Regions from separate parts of the Sus scrofa genome. Here region 1 is linked to region 2. The links are chromatin contacts, called in public HiChIP or PLAC-seq maps. All regions are on one chromosome and are shown on one strand. The core of a region is the stretch at or near the end of the contact, and the rest is flanking DNA. Distances in the headings are between cores, read along the strand shown.

What was found. HiChIP or PLAC-seq counts read pairs in DNA pulled down with a chosen protein or histone mark.
Region 1: a contact with region 2 is called in an H3K27ac HiChIP or PLAC-seq map of alveolar macrophages. The contact joins the promoter of TBRG1 here to the promoter of LOC100739156 in region 2. A contact is called at or near these places in 1 of 47 Hi-C or Micro-C datasets (embryonic fibroblasts) and 1 of 2 datasets of contacts at active chromatin or transcription factors (alveolar macrophages).

What each region holds. Positions count from the first base shown.
Region 1 is chr9:51,862,275-51,867,711 of Sscrofa11.1, reverse strand. It overlaps TBRG1 (transforming growth factor beta regulator 1), which reads right to left and starts at 2,400. Exons shown (of 9, transcript XM_003130020.4): 1 at 2,011-2,400; 2 at 1-69. The coding sequence starts at 2,160.
Region 2 is chr9:51,601,598-51,606,472 of Sscrofa11.1, reverse strand. LOC100739156 (olfactory receptor 143-like) reads right to left here and starts at 2,773. Exons shown (of 1, transcript XM_005667474.2): 1 at 1,841-2,773. The coding sequence starts at 2,773. The coding sequence ends at 1,841. The region is part of intron 1 of LOC100524098 (olfactory receptor 151-like); the gene reads right to left.

The DNA of each region.
Region 1 (5,437 bases), core at 1,151-3,650, 260 kb before region 2:
TCTTTCTTCTTTTGCTTTAAGAAATTTTTCCTCAAGACGAGCAATTTCATCACAAATAGCAGCATTTTCCTTTAAGAAAAATTTTGAATACAATCACACAAAATGAATACAAAGTCAAAGTATTATGTTGGGAAGAGGAGCAATATTCCAAATCAAAGAAGTCTGTGTGGCTGAGAAGCGCTAATCTGTCTACCTTACAAACTGTAAACCTGTAAGTAAAGGTAGGGTCAAGTTCTACTCTGCGCCACGGTAATTTACAGAAACTGGGGCACCTGTGAGTGAAAAGGAGGAGCTATTAATGATTTTGCTAGAACATGGCAAGGTAGGGATGTCCTAGGCAAACCAAAATGTATGGTCACCTTTAGTAGGGCCAGCTTTTAACAGAGAAAAGGGCATACTGCTAAAATCCACAGAAGCTTAAATTCAATGCTATAATATGGAGAAAAGTTCATTCCCAAGTGTCTTGACACCTGGGGAGCTTACAAAACCAACCCACACTAAAGGATCCCATGCAGTATGAACCTTTAAGAGAAAATCTGGATGGAACAAAATCAAGTCTAACCCATAAAATTCTCTGTGTGTGTGTGTGTGTGTGTGTGTGTCTTTTTAGGGCCACACCTGCAGCATAGGGAGGTTCCAAGGCTAGGGGTTGAATCGGAGCTGGTGCTGCCGGCCTCTGCCACAGCCACGCCAGATCCGAGCCGAGGATGGCAACGCCGGATCCTTAACCCACTGAGCAAGGCCAGGGATGGAACCTGCAACCTCATGGTTCCTAGTCGGATTCGTTTCAGCTGCACCACAAAGGGAACTCATCTCTTGAGTTTTTTTTTTTGTCTTTTGTCTTATAAAACTCTTAAACTTCGTAACCTATTTATGTATACTGAAGGGTTATCTTTCTTTACTGATGACTCAATCTATTTCCCAAGCACGAGTCCTGAGGGGAGTGCTTCAATCTGGGTGTTCCATACTTGGGACCTCAAATTTGAACGTTCAAAACAGTATCCCCTTTCTTCACAAAATCTACTTCAGGGGCTTAATGGAAACAATACTCTTCTAACAACATAGGCATCTTTGACATTTAGGCGACAAAAGAATGGTAACACTTAGATACCAAATCCTCTTAATTCCACTTTTCTTATTTCTCTCTAGTGCACGTGCCAAGTGCTAAATAAATGTTTTTGGAATGAATGTTCTAATTTCTAAAACTTTCCTCACACTTCCAAAGACCTGAGGGACATTCAAGCTTCAGGTGGAAAAGGTAAGGTGGTGATTCAGATGGGAAGACATCTGAGGACTCCACTTCCTATTTCCAAGCACTGGAGTGAGCCTGAGCAAGCCTGAATATTGTAACCCTTAGTAATGACTAGTAAACCAGTTCATTCATCCAATAAACCCAGGACCTCTACAATAAAGAAGGGTAGAAACACTCAGAAGACTCAAAAGTGGTTGGAAGGAGGGATAATTGAATGCTTCATGTGCCTTTTCGGGGGAAAAAAAAGGGTCAATTACCGCGTGTGTTGTGGGCCTTGGGAAACAGGCTGTGTAATGGAAGTAATAAAGAAACTAGAATCAGGTGTTCTGAGTTGGGAGTCTGAGTCCTGACACAGTGGCCGTGAGCAAATCATCTCTGCCGGCTTCGGTGTTGCTATTCTAAAAAGTGCCTTATTCTCAGGTTTCTCTCGAGAATAAAAAGCCTTTCAAAGAGTTTTGCGGTAATAACGATAATGACTAAAACTTATTGGCGCTTCTGGCTGACGAGGTCTTTACTTTCCTCATTTAATCTTCTTGAACTCTGCTAGGTAGTTATTCGATCTCTTTTGCAAATGAGGAAACAGGATTATAGATATTACACCATTTGTCCAAGGCACAAGGCTTACAAGAAGTAATGTAAATCGTAAAAGCTAACACTGTATTAATACTGCCACTCTGGGAAAGGGCACAGTTTGGGGAAAAGATTTCGCGCGTCAGGAGAGTCTCGAGGCGGAGAAGGGCTGGGCGCTGGTCACTCACAAACACCGTGGCTTTGGCCGCCTTGCGCAGCCGCAGGTACTTGAGCCGGTACTTCTCGTTCTGGCTCTTCTTCGGGAGCTTTTTCATCCTGGCCCTGCTGGACTGCAGCGGGGCCCGCGGCGAGGAAGCCAGGCCGCCCAGCAGGCTCATGGTCCGGCCCCGCTACGGGGGCTCCAGGGCGCGGCCTGCATCAGCTCCTCGGACTCAGAGCGGCCTCAAGCGCCGGCTTCGTACGGGTCTGGGCTGGCGGATGCGGGCTTCTAAGGAACCGACCGCCCCAGAACGTCCCTGAAGGGCACAGCGGAGCCAGAAACCCAGCAGCCAACCCGGCTCCTGGTGCCTCCTTGCACTTCCGCGTCTGCTTCGGAAGTCAGTTCTGCCGGAAGTTACGTCTCGGCGCCGGCCGCGTGTAACTTCCGGGGCTGGGAGCCGGGTCGGTCCGCAGGGCACGCCCATCTGAGGCCCCGGAGGCGGGGATAGGAAAGTGGGCGGTCTAGGTGGGAAGGAGGGCGGTGGGAAGTGACCCTCTGAGATTCGCGCCTGTGTGTGCTTAGCTGAGGCGTGTTGTTGTCGAGCTAAAGAGGAACAAACAAAAAATCTTACACGGGCCTATCTCATATACGCTCTCCAAGCCGAGCCACAGAATTAAAAAAAAAAAAAAGATTTATTATGTGCATATATATTATATATGTGTATATATGTGTGTGTGTATATATATATAAAATCAGTCCCGCAGATACATATATACACATATATAATATATATGCACATATATCAATATATGTGTGTGTATCTATATTTTGGGGGGGGGCGCACCCATGGCATATGGAAGTTCCCAGGCTAGGGGTCACATCAGAGCTGTAGCCGTTGGGCTACACCACAGCGACGGGCAATGCCGGAAACCAGCCGCCTCTGCGACCTACACTACAGCTCACGGCAACAACGTCGGATCCAGAACCGGCAACTTCATGGTTCCTAGACAGATTCGTTTCCGCTGAGCCACTACAGGGAACCCCTGTTCTTTTTTAAATATTTTTTTTCCATCATGTTCTATTCCAGGAGATTGGGTATAGTTCCCTGTGCTATACCATAGAACCTTGTTTATCCATTCTAAATGTCACAGTTTGCATGTACTAACTCCAAACCCCTAATCCATTCCACCACACTGCATTTCAACATCACTTTTCCACACTTCATACAGACTGACCTTCCTAGATTGTAGGATGCACATGAAAGCAGTGCTGGGACTGTGGCTTTCCTTTCTTCCTTCCTTTATACAGCTTGCACAGGTGTTTCTTGAGAGCCTATTACACTGTGACTTTACTGGGAGCTGGGACTACAGTGGTGAATAGAAAAAAAGGCTTCTGCTCTCAGATTAGAATCTAGTATGGAAGATGGAAGGGATTTAACTGGCAGTTTTAATAACTTGCGCCAAGTGGGCACTCAGTAAATATCTGCCTAATGAAATCAAAAGTATGTTTCCGTGCCTACACTTGTATTTATAAAGCTCTTTGTAACCAAAGACTATCTAAAATCATCAAGTAAGTAAGGTGAACAGTTTTTTAGAATGCAATCTTGGTAAATGCGCTGGGCTGAAAGGCAGAAAACTTGTAGTATTCATTTTTCTCCCAGCAATTCCACTAACTAGCTGAGTGAGCCTCTGGGTTACCGGTTTTTCCTTTCGAAACTGAATATACTCTTTAGAATAATGAAGTGAAAGTTATAAAGGTAATGAAGTGAAAAGTACTCTGTTGATGTATAATTACTGTTCTATATACTCAAAATTTAGGCTTTTAGAATTGTATATGGAAATTAAGGAAAATATGTGCAGAGTTAAAACAATAAATTCAATAAGTTACTGGAGAAAAAGCTTACGCTAAAATAAGTTTGAAAAAAAAAAGAGTTTTAGAATCGATAACCCAGGTACCTCATTTTTGGAAATTGTAAGAATAATGACAAGAGTCTTTACAAAATGGTTTTAACACAGAAAGCTTACAAAAGTCCTTTTGGTCCATCCATATTGTCAGCTTCCCTGTTGGACCTAGCTAGGTTTCAAAAGAGCAATTCCTTATGGTTCTAGTGTGCTTTTACAAGCATAGGCAAGGCAGGAGTATAGATTCATTTTTGGAAATTGCAAAGGATACTTTCAGCCTACAAAATATCCATACTCATGCTTTTCATACTGTAGACTGGAATTTAGCCTTGGATCCTGAAAATAGATAGTTCCGATTAGCAGAGAGAGTCCTTCCATCCTTCCTCCCTCTTTTTTTTCTTTTTGCTTTTTAGGGCTATGTCTGAGACCTATACCACAGCTCACAGCAACGCTGGATCCCCGACCCACTGAGCAACTGAGCCAGGCCAGGGATGGAACCCGCATCCTCATGGATACTAGTCATATTCCTTTCCCTTGCACCACAATGGAAACTCCCTCTTTCTTTCTTTTTCTTCCCTCTTTCTTTTCTCCTTCCCTCCCTTTTTTTTTCTTTTCCTTTTTAAACCATTATTTACTAACTATCTGATTTATTTGCTTTTCAGCTGTATTTTGTCCTTGGCAGGCTCTGTGATCTGGCTTTATTTTCACTATTCCTCTGCACATACATAGATCATACCTAGCGGGAGGAAAGTGTTACCACTTGCCTTAGTTTGCAAGCTACTCTAGCAAATGGATTTTAGTGGAATTTGCATTAACACATTTATTGTTTCTTCATTAGAAACACTTCCTTATGACTTATAAAACATTTCACGCAAAATTTAAAAATTTAGAAAACATAATACAAAGATTTTAGAAAATTCATAATGCTGCCACACTAAGTGAATCATTTTTAACATGTATGCGTAATTTTCTAAATTTAAGTACAGTTGATTTATAATATATTTGTTTCAGGTGCACAGTATAGTGATTCAATATTTTTGCAGATTATACTCCATTAAAAATTATTAAAAGACAATGGCTATGAATCCCTGTGCTAGATAATATATCCTTGTTGCTTATGTATTGTATATGTGGTAGAGCATATGTTTAATATTTTAGTATATTTTTTAATATAGGTTAGTTCATACTCAATATAACGTTTCCTTTTTTTGTTCACTTACCATTATTATAGTCATTTTGTAGTGTTATTATAACTTCTTTATAAATGCAATATTAGATGACTGCTTAATATTCCAGTTATGGCATAGTAATTTTACATAATTATCTCCATGTTTAACTTTTTGGTCATCAATTGCTGTGAAGCGCATCTTGGTGCAGAAAGCCTTTTACATACAGGGTTATCTAGTGCCTGGGTCTGTGTGCTCCAAACAATGTAATGTTCCCCAAGCAACTGATTCAGTGACGTGTGTATTCAGGAGAGTATTTATTTAGTGCCTTTGGTGACAAAAACCTTTAGGAAAATTGTTTGAGAGGGAAAGAAAAATGCATGGACTA
Region 2 (4,875 bases), core at 1,524-4,023:
TGCCACAGATTTTCAGCTTTTCTCGGACAAGGGCCATGTTTAAATGATTAGCCATGCTGTCAAGATGTCAGGGGTGTTTTTCATATGTAGACAACAGGTTTCTAACCTTGGCAATATGTAGGAAAGATGAGTGTGGAGCTGAGAAACAGTGAGCCCTATCTGGAACTTTCTATCTTGTTTAGCAGCCTAAAGTTTAGGGCAAGGCAACTGTCAGTCCTAGTGAGGAAACTCACAGGCAATCTATTTTTATCACAGCTCAGGCCAAGCATGAGGAGGGTGCACAATAGCCAAGATGTGTATATGTTTCTGCTGCCCTTTGAGAAACAAAATTTTACCTACCATGATGAATCTTTGCATTCTGAAAAATGCTACAGCCACTTTTCATGCATAGCAAATTCATTTACTTGATTTTATTATCTAAACAAAATTTTACCTACCATGATGAATCTTTGCATTCTAAAAATGCTACAGCCACTTTTCATGAATAGAAAATTCATTTACTTGATTTTATTATCTTCTACTGACATAAGCATAGGTTACATTCTGGAGACAAGTTGTACATTTCATGTATATAATAAATACAGCCCTGTTTTATTTTATTTATTTAGTTTAGTTTCATTTAGATTATAAAATTGCACACTTTTCCTAGTTTATGTTGTAAACAAACCAAACATTTCCTTTTTTCTCCCTAAAAGAGATCCAAGTTCTGCGTGGGGAACATATTACTTTGTAAATGGGAGTGCTAGTTAATTGAAACATTAGTCAGTTTGAGACACCTATGTTATAACAGACCCAGGAAAAACAAAATCTGAGAGATTTCATCACCATTAGTCCTGCCTTATCAGAAATGCAAAAGGTTGTACTTTAAACTGAAAAAAGAATGGTATTTCCTTCTATTGTATCAAGCCAGACTCTTTTTAGTCTCAAAGATTTATAGATATGAAATTTAAGAAAACTCATTTTATGAAAAAAAAGGAAGTTTTTATTACCATAAAGTTTTAGTTTGCTTTAGAGAAAAATTCAAATCAAACAAGTTCAAGCTACTAATTACATGAATATTTATTTTGCCAGATTCTAGTCTAACCATGCATAGAAGGAAGGAGAAATGAACACGAGGTGGTCAAATTCTATTTGATTAGAGATGTAATCAAAATTATGACTCTCTCTCTCTACACACACACACACACACACACACACACACACAATATGCTTGATGCTATTATAACATGTCAGGCTAAATTAATTTGAATTAACTAAGTTTCTTTCTTTCAGTTCCTAACTGGTATTAACATATTCTGTGCTTAGTCTTATAAGCTAACACCTGTGATCCCCATTAACTAAGCATAATATCTCACAGATACCACGAAAGCTCTGTTGAGTTAGGAAATCCATTACTACAGAAATCATGACTAAAAGAACTCTGAAATTCTAGAATATTTAGCACTTATATAGTAGGAATTTCTCAAATGCTTAAATCCAGGAAGGGCCATATTGTAATTGTTTTTGGGGAAAACAGAGGGGTGACCTCATCAGACAGCATTCCACGTTCTTGCTGATGTACAAAAAGTACACGGAAAGAGGCCAAGTAGGAGGTGGTCTAAAAAGCAGTAGGAATCAGCCTAAGTCTCTGAACAATGCTATTAAGAATAAAGTTCAGTTCAGTGAGTAAGCATGGAACTGAGAGCAATCATGTGACTCAATAATATCTGTACTTGTAAATGGAATACATAGAGCTAAAAAAGTATCAAAAGTAAAAACCTTGTTCAGAAGAAAATTACAGGAAATCACACTTACATATATACAAACATGTGTCCCAACAAGCCAGCAATTTTGGTTCTGCTTAGTTTGCAACTCTCTTCAGGGCTTTCTTCAGAGCAAGCTTGACATCCTTGTTCCTTAGACTATAGATGAGGGGGTTCAACATGGGTACTATATTGGTATAAAATATTGAGAAAAACTTCCCCTGGCACATAGAACCATCAGAAGAGGTCTTGAGATGTGTGAACAACCCAGAACCGTAGAAGAAGGCAACTGTTATTATGTGAGAGTCACAAGTACTGAAGGCTTTGGACCAACCTTGAGCTGATGAGATGTGGAGGATATTGGAGAGGATCAAAGCATAAGAAAAAAAAATAATTAAGCTAGATATTAGTACAACTGTACTCACAATAATGGAATCTACTAGCTCATTGGCATAGGCACTGCTGCAGGACAGCTGGAGGAGGGGGACGATGTCACACATGTAATGGTTGATGAGGTTGGAATCACAAAAGGACAATTTGACCATGTTACCTGTGTGGACCATGGCACCAGCAAATCCCATCACATATGAACCAAACATCAGCAGAGAACAGACCTGAGGGGACATGGTGATTGTGTACCAAAGGGGCTTACAGATTGCCACATAGCGATCATAGGCCATGGCTGTCAACACATAGCACTCAGAATGGACAAAGAAACAGAAAAAAAACAGCTGAGTCATACATCTTGCAAAGGAGATGATGTTCTTCTCTGACACAAAACTCATTAGCAGTTTAGGAGTAATGACAAAGGAATGGCAGAGATCTATGAAGGAAAGGTTGAAGATGAAAAAATACATGGGAGTGTGAAGGTGACAGTCCAGGCATATCAGATTAATTAAGCTCAAATTTCCTACCACAGTGACCATATAGTTTAATAAGAAGAGGAAGAAGAGGGGTAACTGGAGTTGAGCTTGGTCTGTAAATCCTATGAGGATGAACTCAGTTACTGATGAGTCATTTTCCCCAGCCATTATCTGCAGGGGTGTGATCTGTGAGGAAATGAGAGAAGAATGTCACATTAGGACAGAACTCAGATTCTTTGTTTCAAGAAGATTTGCTCCACTGGGGCTCAACTGTGACAGCTGGGATGATGTTCTGCAAAAAGAGCCAGAAAGCAATGACTTGTACCTTTTGACTTTCATCTCTCATCTGTCCTTTCCTTCTCTGTTTTCAAATCTCAGCTGCAACTCCTTACCTCCCCTGGGCTGACACAATCCAGGATAAAGTCTTTTAGCAGGGGCTCAAAATGATGCCCACATTTGAGAGGTAAGGAAACAATATCTTGAAGAGATGAGTAGCCTGGCCAAGGTGATAGGGTAACAGGGAAAGCAGTCCAGAGTGGTACTTTGGAATACTTCCTATGGAAATTCCTGAAGCTTGGGACAACGAGGTCACCAGGATCCCTATAGCGCCCATTACTCAACCCATTCTCCCCTCTCACCTTTCAGAAACTCAGTACCTGGCTGAGTGAGAGTGCTGAGTGTCCCCTAGACCCTGCATTTCTCCTGCCCTTTCCCTTTATCCAATCAATTGTTTAAGAAGGGCAGGTGGCCTCCCAGACCTCTTTACTATTATAGCAGTAGAAACGAAAACATCAGAACAGAGAAGACGCAGCAGCCCAACTTCTGTTTACATGGACACCTTACTACTAGTGTTCTAGTGTTCTTTTTCCAGGACTCTAGTGTTCTTTTTCCATCCCCTTGCCTGAAGGAGACAAAAGTTCTGACAAAGGAGGAGGCAACATTCGCTATTTGTGGATTTGCATATAATGTCTTCAGGGAAAGGCAAAGGAATCAACCTTTTGTTTCCAAACCATCAGCTGACTAATAGTGTGGATGCATCTTATTCTCTGTGGATCTCAGGAACTTCTTTGGAAACTTAGAAAATTAGCTTCATTAAGGATCAAAGTTTGATCAGGCTCCTCAGGGAAGAAATTACTGAGCCTGTGTTTACATCACTTGTCAGTAAGTTGATACTGGTGCCTTTTGGGAGTCAGCATTGTTCTCCAAGTATCAGTTCACATTAAGAATTTCAAATCTTCTGTGCAGGGAAGGAGTAGCCTCCATTGTATTCCCAGTTAACTTCAGAGCTCACCCTTGATTCTAAAAGAGGAGTGTTCAGGGGCAGAGTCATTTCCGAGACTGTTTTTTTTTACATTTTCTGTGACTCACAGTCTTTCATAATATCCATCTTTTGTAGTTCACATATATAGAGAATTATAACAGGGAAATGTTAATAGAACGAGCTCTGGAGTCACACTGAGTCTGAGTTTAAATTCCTCTTATCACTTCTGTGATCTTGGACAGGCTACTCAATCCCTCTAAGCCATTTGGCCTTGCAGACATTATGAGTTTAATAATAGTCCTGCTTCCTAAAACTGCTTTCAGGATTAAATGCCTTATTACCTCTAGAGCACTGCTTAGCATATAATAAGTGCTAAGGGAGTATTTGGTCTCCTTCATCTTCATCTTTATCTATAACATGGACTTCTTCCCTAAGTTTACAATACTGTACACCACTATTTATAGACATCCTCATTCAAACTGAATTCAGCATCTCCTTGTGGTTCCAGACCTATTTCTCCTCTTCTCATCTTTTACTAAGTCAATGGCACCATCCTCTACCTAGTTAGTCAAATCTATAAATAGGCTGTCATTCTGGGCTTCTCCTTCTTAGAAACCATTAGCATTTGGTCTTCCAAGTTTACACGACTCTTACCTCCTTAAAATCCTTGGTTTCTGATCCTTCCTCTTCATTGTACTCACTTTGATAAAGCTGTCTTACCTTAAGTCTGGAATACTTTAAACGTTTCCTTAACACAGGGTCCTACCATCACTTATGAATTAGCTTTTTATTGATGTGTAATAATTAACCATAAACTCAGTGGCTCAAAAAACACCTGCTTGTTAGTCATAGCTCTGTAACTTAGAAGTCTGGTATGGACCAGCATGGCTGGATTCTCTGCCCAGGCTGAAATCAGGGTGTGGGCAGGGCTGCATTCCTTCTGGAGGCTCTGGGGAAGAATCTGTTTCCGAATTTAGTCAAGTTGCTGGAAGAACTCAGTTCCTGTGGT